2 separate regions of the Rattus norvegicus genome follow, and region 1 is linked to region 2. A link is a contact called in public Hi-C data. All regions are on one chromosome and are shown on one strand. The core of a region is the stretch at or near the end of the contact, and the rest is flanking DNA. Distances in the headings are between cores, read along the strand shown.

Region 1 (3,502 bases), core at 767-3,266, 1.3 Mb after region 2:
GACTTATTTACATATGAATGACATTTTATTAAAAATTTTAAGTTTAGTCCGTTAATTATTGTAAATAAAGTCAATTAAACTTGTGCTTCATATTGATGAAAAGTCACAGCTTTCCCAATTTGTTCAGTTTGTGTGTGTGTGTGTGTGTGTGTGTGTGTGTGTGTGTGTGTGTGTGTGTGTGTGTGTTTTCCTGTGCACTTTTCCCAGAACACCCTCTGGGCTGTTTTGGTAATTTTAGACATCTGAAATCAATAATTCAATGAAATTTAAATGCAATAACATATTCATTTTAACTGAATTTGCATTGGGTTATTTAATTCTAACAGTCCTTACATCCAAGATAGTTTTAAAACCATAGGTTAAACTTCCTGGTGAAAGAGATTTTTGTAGAGAATCACAAAACGGTTTTGGTGTTTCAGCAGAAATAGATAGAGTGAGAAGCTTTTTCTGACATTAGGAAGAATTTGAAGACGAGTCAGAGAATCAGAGTCAGCTCCTGCTTCTGAATGAGTGCTGGGGACAGACCGCAGTGCCATCACAGCTGATTTGGAAATGCTTCAACTTCAGACTCCTCAGAAGACTATTGAACATTTGGCAGACATCAGAGTGAAACTGAATCTTACATCCTGGAGATGCTGAGGAAACCAAAAGGGAGAGTTTTCCGGGGGTCAGGTTGCGGGTCTGGTGATTTTTAATTGTTTTCACTGTCTGTAATATGTTTAATTTTATCGCACATATGTAACAATCACCTAGCCACTCAAGTCAGGATGTTTTGCTAAGACAGCTGAGTTTCTCCAGTTTTCAAATGTACATGTGAGGATGCCAAGTTCTTTCTAATCTTACCAGTAACAAAACAGACTCACTGGGGAACTTGGGATTCTGCCTACATTAATTTTTAATGTATGTCTGTGTAGCATAAGTTTATTCACTATACAATTTGACTTATGGTTTTATAGATATCATCAAAGAACACGTTAGAGCAATTTACATTGGAACACAGATTATTAAATCTGAAAAATCAGATTACGTTTGTGAATGATGTTTTAAAAAAGAACTCAGTTACGTTCTCTGGATTTAACTAACATTACTCTACAGTTTATCTTACCCAGGAAGGTTTACTGCTTTGCTACCAAGCAATAATCCTGCCTCAGAGGTGCCAGTGAGTGAGTTCTTCACTGTGAAGGGTGAAGGGAGGTGGACATCCTACCAGCAGTTTTGCCACATGTGTGAAATAAGTACACGTCTCCGGATAGTATCTTTCCACCCATCCCCTCTCTTTCTGTAACTAACAAGCTAAACAACTTCATTTCGTTGTGTAAATGGTGGAGGGTTTTGAAATGTTTCAGTTGCCTGACACATTTCCTTCTATAATGAACTTAATTTTGTTTCCATTAACATGAAAATCAAAAAATTTACATCTTACTTACAAAATGTACTCCTTCATAGAACTTAAGAAATGTCTGTTCCTTATAATTCAAAGTATTAAGAAAGACTAAAACTTCAATTTACATATGTAAATTGAACTATGAGAATTGTTTTATTGAATTCTTAGTGAACTTATGATCATCCTTACTATTTGAAGTTATCCCTACCATATTACTTCTAACCCTAAAAACACATTTCAAGGCTAAGCTGATACTATGTAAAGGCATTAGAATATTCTTTTGGGTTAACGCTGATAACTAATCATCAATGAAATGTGGGACCTGTAGCAGACGTGAAGGAGTGCAGTAATAAAACAAACAAAAGACAGGATCATGGAAGGCAGAATCTTTAAAGAGGTAACCTACAAATCTCTGGATCTCTGGAAACATTAATGTTCCATACATATGAAATATTATTTTATTCATCACGCCCCCTTTCTAATGTCATATTCTTTTGCATTACTTAAGCACAATTACTAGGAAGAAAATCTATTAGACATAAAGCTGTGATTAACTGCAATCTTCTGTCGGATTCCTTCCCACGGAAAGACATTCTTATGCCATGAGTAACACAGTCCCTCTACCAAGACACAGAAGTTCCCATAGCTTTCCAATTTCATCAGCAGTGAAGAAGCCCATTAGGCTTCTGCAAGACAGCACTGCTGAAGGCTTCTGCCAGCCATCTAATGAAATGAGAGCTACTGGAGCCAAGCATGCTAATATCAAATGTGATCAAACCAAAGGATTTGGAAAGCACAGAGTTTGGTTTTTTCCCCCCAAAGACAGCATCAAAATCTAACCCAGATGAAAGCAAAAGTTCTGATGAATATACACCACATGATTAAAACCCCAAGTCCCCACGGTTTAAACCTTGAAGACATTTTAATTATCTATTTAACATCTTGCTATTTCTGGAATTCTGACTGAGAATGTTTCTGACATAGTATTTCATGGAATGTCCCTTTCTCACACTGAGTTGCTTTTATACTCCAGATGTAAACACAAAAGCCACCCTTTCATCTTTTTTCCTCTCCGTCACATGAAAGGGAAGGTTAAAAACTGTTAGAGACTGCTTTTTCAGTTACTTGCCTGTAGATGTAACTTCCAGTATAAAATTAATAATTTTCTCTCCTGTGTAGAAATTATTTATTTTAGCTAAAATGTTTGTGTCTTCCAAAAAAGTATCTTCAACGAATCTTCAGTTTCTTTAACGTTACAAAAGCTCTGGGTACAGTGCGGTCTTCCTTCACAAAAATTAAGTCGTTCAACATTTCCACTGATTTTTAAATCTAACCAAATTAAACAGCGAGCAACTTTGAAAGTATTTCCTGAAACGTCAGAGTAATATGTGCTAAATTAGTTTTCACTTAAAAAAATACCTTTGGCTGAGTTTAATTCTTAGTAAACTGAATTCCGTGGAAACCTAAGAAGAAAACATCAAGTACACAGAGTAAGAGGACGCGTTTATTGTTTTAAGATTTTCAAATACGGCGTTACTCTTACGGAGCACTAAGGAGCACTATAAATTTGATTCTAATTACGCTGTATTGTCTGATCTCTCTCAGGTTTGTCATTTCTTAGGATATTACCAAGAGGCTTAGTTGGAGGAAGGCATCTTTATTTTCTGAGATCATGCGAACCTTTACAATTCTATGTCCAGTCTAAATTTGAAAATATAGTGCAATATAAATTCCATATCGGTATGCTTAGCATGGGGCAAACAAGACCTTTAAATATATAATAACTTTCTGCATTTGACTTCAAAATGGGCAAAACTCAATGAGAGCCAATTTCAAAATGCATTTAATTCATAATAGGATTTGGGGGGGAAAGGGGACGCTTTTGTTTGGGTTCATCACCCTGATGGTGCTGATGGTTCCTCGTAGAAGACAGATTTCATCTTGGAAGGGGGTGTGAGCTAACTCAGTTGAAAGCATCATGGTGTGGCAAGCTCCCAGATAAGCACTCGAGAGCCATCCTGGCTGATCAGAGCAGCCGCCCTGATTGCAATTTCACAGAGCCAGGTTCCTGCTGTCCTGGCTACAAGGATTGCTTTCTTCTGTTTGTAGCAGGAAGTG
Region 2 (3,556 bases), core at 577-3,076:
TTACAATACTAATTTTTGAGAAAGTTAAGTCTGATCCTACTCACATATCTCTCGGCTTTTGGCTACCTTTGTGGGAAAGGAGCACACAGCAAAAGGGGTTGTGACTGTGGTTGTTTTGAAGTAAATCTTTCTTGACCCTTTTCATTCCTTCAGAAATGGTTTTACATCTTTATACAAATTAGAGGAAGGAGTTGGACATTTAAACCTTTTAATGAAATAAAATATTTGGGATCTATTCCCCTATTTTCCTATGACTCCTGTAATTAAGCTTTATTTCCAGCTTGGACTTCATTACACAGTATGCAATGGGAAATGGTAAACTTTCAGCTTCGCATGAAAATGCTTTATTTGGAATTCAAGTTTAACGATTCTGAGAGTTGTTTGGTTCTAGAAACGTGTGCCCTTTCTGTGAGTGCTGTGATGGTGAGCGTGAATTGTTAGCTGTGTGACTTTATACATCCAAAGAACTTCACCCCTTCGCGCACCGCCTTCATGCAGCATAATGCTGTACATTCCCAAGTTACCTTGGAATTTACATAAATAAAAATAAAAGCTAATGTAATATAGTCTATGCATGTAAATATGTTTAAAGCCAATTAAGGCAGGATGTCATATATACATATCACAAAATATAGGATCTATATGCATGCATATTATAGCTATGCTAATACATACACGGTGCCGCACAACATGAAGAGGACAGCAACTGGACTCGTGGTCTTGGCATTTCTATTTTTTTTGGTTACTGAAAAGTAACTGAAATTTTAATGCCATTCATATAAAATGAAAATTGTTTTAATAATAAGTCTACTTTGTATATATATCAAATTATTTTTCTAAAATGTCTGCATTAACATGTTCAGTGGAATTGACTTGCTATGAATTTTAATATGACAAATTATCTGTGGGCACAGCTTATTGCCAACACATTGAACTGTATTCTTTCCTATATAGGAGAATAATACTTAAAAGAAAAGATACTGGCTTTTTCTTTTATGGAATACTCAGACACTGGGGGCTGTTGGTTACATTAAAAATAATAAGGACTTTCAAATTCTCTATATGAGATGTGTTATAGACTTTGCATTAATCGCAAGGTATCTGTGATCTTTAAATTATCTACATTTACCTTGGTTTCATCTCTTTATTTCAATTAATAGTGACTATGGACACAGTATCATATTTGGATACTTCTGAAACATTTATTAGTATCTTAGTGGAAATTATGCTTTTGAAGAAACTTTTGAAACTTTAAAATATATGTAATATATATGATTATGTCAATGTTTTATATATATATATATATAACTACATATTACATAGGCATATACCCTGTACATATTGAATAAGAGTTCACCAGTTATATTATGAATATATATTTGACACTTCATCTCTTAAAAATAAACTGATAAAATACCAAAAAATCCCAGTTAAATACTGAAGAGTATTTCAATTAGCTTGTCTATAATCAATCTTTAATTTTTAAATAATACTGTCAGTGGATTAGAACCAGACACTCCTAGGAAATACAGATTCATACAGAATGTACACATCTACCACAAATACCATTAAAATCCTTTTAAAATCAAAGACTTCAGTGAGTGTAACTACCTGGTGCTCATCTCATTATGAAGTATGAGGCTATAACTGAGAATACATCTCATGTAAAAGAGTTTCAAGTATAAAAATGTCTCTCTAACTTTAGGCCACATATAGCTTATTTTCCTTGTGTACCCAGAAAGAATGTCATGTGTGTGTCTAATAGGATGCTGTTTATCCCACTATCTCTTACCACTCTGTCTCTTTGGATAACAATCACGGGACCCAGATGCTAAGGGTAGGGGCTATTCTCCCACAAGCAGCTTCTGGCTCCTTGGCAGACGTGGTAGGCAGTTGTGTTGGCAGTCACAGACCTGCCTCTGGCTGTCTTCTGAGCTTTTGCTGCTGAAGGGGTGGTTGGCCTGCTCTGTCCTCCAGGATACCATTTCCCTTGACAGCCTTGGGTTTTGTGAAGCTTTATTCTCTACAAATCCCTTCTGCAATCTCTGGATGAACTCTCTTAAGGGGGAAGATGGAGCTGTTCTTTACCGTTATGTCTAATGATCGGTTGAATTGCCAGGTCAAGTACTCAGGAAAACCAAACCGAACCGAAGCTTTTCTATTCCCTAGAACTACCTTATTTTTATTTTTTTGTTTTACCCTCTACATAGTGTGTATCCACTCAACTTCTAGGATGCGGGCCAAGTTTTGTATGAATACTGCGTTTTGTAATTTCTGTTGTAATCGGTGTGAGTTTTAAAGAATTCTTTGCTCATTACAATTTCTTTTACATTTTTTCCCTACATTTTTTACCTCTGAAACTATAAGGAAGGAAACTTGCGATTTTGATAATTGACTGAGAAACAATGTGATGAAATAAAAGCTACACAGCTTGTGAAACGGAAGCGGAAATGCTCCTTTACTCCCCGCACGTTTGTGATCTGAATGACATTTTAAAGCATATGCCTAGGTTGTACAAACAAAAGCACACAGCGGAAACAAAGCAGGTTTCAAAGGCACCGATATAATTGCCTGCCCAATAATTTATAAGACATTTTCACACTTCCCCACCATAATATCACAAATAGCATCATGGACGTGTATCAGAGATTCAGTGATTCACTGGCTTACTTATGGCTGAACATGTCAACCAAGTCAAAACAGAGCTATACTGGGCTGTGCTTGCTTTATAGGTAAAAACATTCTCTTAAGTTTTCTAAAAGAAATATCAGGTCTATTTTTCACTAAAAATGTCCATTTTAATAAATGAAGTCTATTAAAATCAATTGGTTTCTATTGTTCATTTTTATCCCATGGGATTAAAAATCTCCACGTTATCAATGTTTTAGATTAACAACTGAACTGCTTGACAGATACACACACACACACACACACACACACACACACACACACACACACACACACACACATATATATATATATATATATATATATATATATATATACAAATTGAACGTGGGATTCCAGACATCTGAAGTTGTCTATAATGGTCATTGTATGCTTCATGAGAAATTTATAGAGTTTTCTGATATGTACAACCATCTTTAGACAGTTGAAACAAATATGGAGAGTAACTTCCCTAAAGCTTCCAGGAGAAAGAAGAATTATACCGTGTTCAATAATGTTTTAAATATCGAATCCTCTGTGACTTCAGGTATGCCCTTCTTATACACACTGTTCCCCCGTTCGTGTGTTCACTGTAGAATCGAGCACGTGGTTCCAAGCTTTCTGATTTATGGAACCATTCGTGTGCTGGAAGGGCACTCTTAGGTGGATCAGCATAGAATTCCAAAGGTTGCTGCAAATATAAACCCATATTCTTATTTTTGTTCCTCTATCAATCCTGCTATTCCTCCACCATGTAACACTTCACAAACACTGACAGAAACCATAAATGTTACGTATTTTAGTAAAGGTTTTGACTTCTCACCTTGTTCTAACTTGCTTCTCATTTTCTGTACTGTGTAAGAACTATCAACGTGAATTTAGAACATAC

What was found. A called contact is a pair of places that touch in the nucleus more often than the background predicts.
Region 1: a contact with region 2 is called in a Hi-C map of the Rat2 cell line, with 6 times the contacts expected there. The contact joins two enhancer-like sites. A contact is called at or near these places in 5 of 12 Hi-C or Micro-C datasets (the A7r5 cell line, the Rat2 cell line, Schwann cells and 2 more).

What each region holds. Positions count from the first base shown.
Region 1 is chr8:101,402,850-101,406,351 of GRCr8, forward strand. No RefSeq gene overlaps it. Among named protein-coding and RNA genes, the nearest start is that of Plscr5, 190 kb to the right of the region's middle. Within about 2 kb of position 2,017, at least 18 of the 93 cell types and tissues checked have an H3K27ac peak or open chromatin away from gene starts, as enhancers often do.
Region 2 is chr8:100,123,180-100,126,735 of GRCr8, forward strand. No RefSeq gene overlaps it. Among named protein-coding and RNA genes, the nearest start is that of Tbc1d2b, 430 kb to the left of the region's middle. Within about 2 kb of position 1,827, at least 17 of the 93 cell types and tissues checked have an H3K27ac peak or open chromatin away from gene starts, as enhancers often do.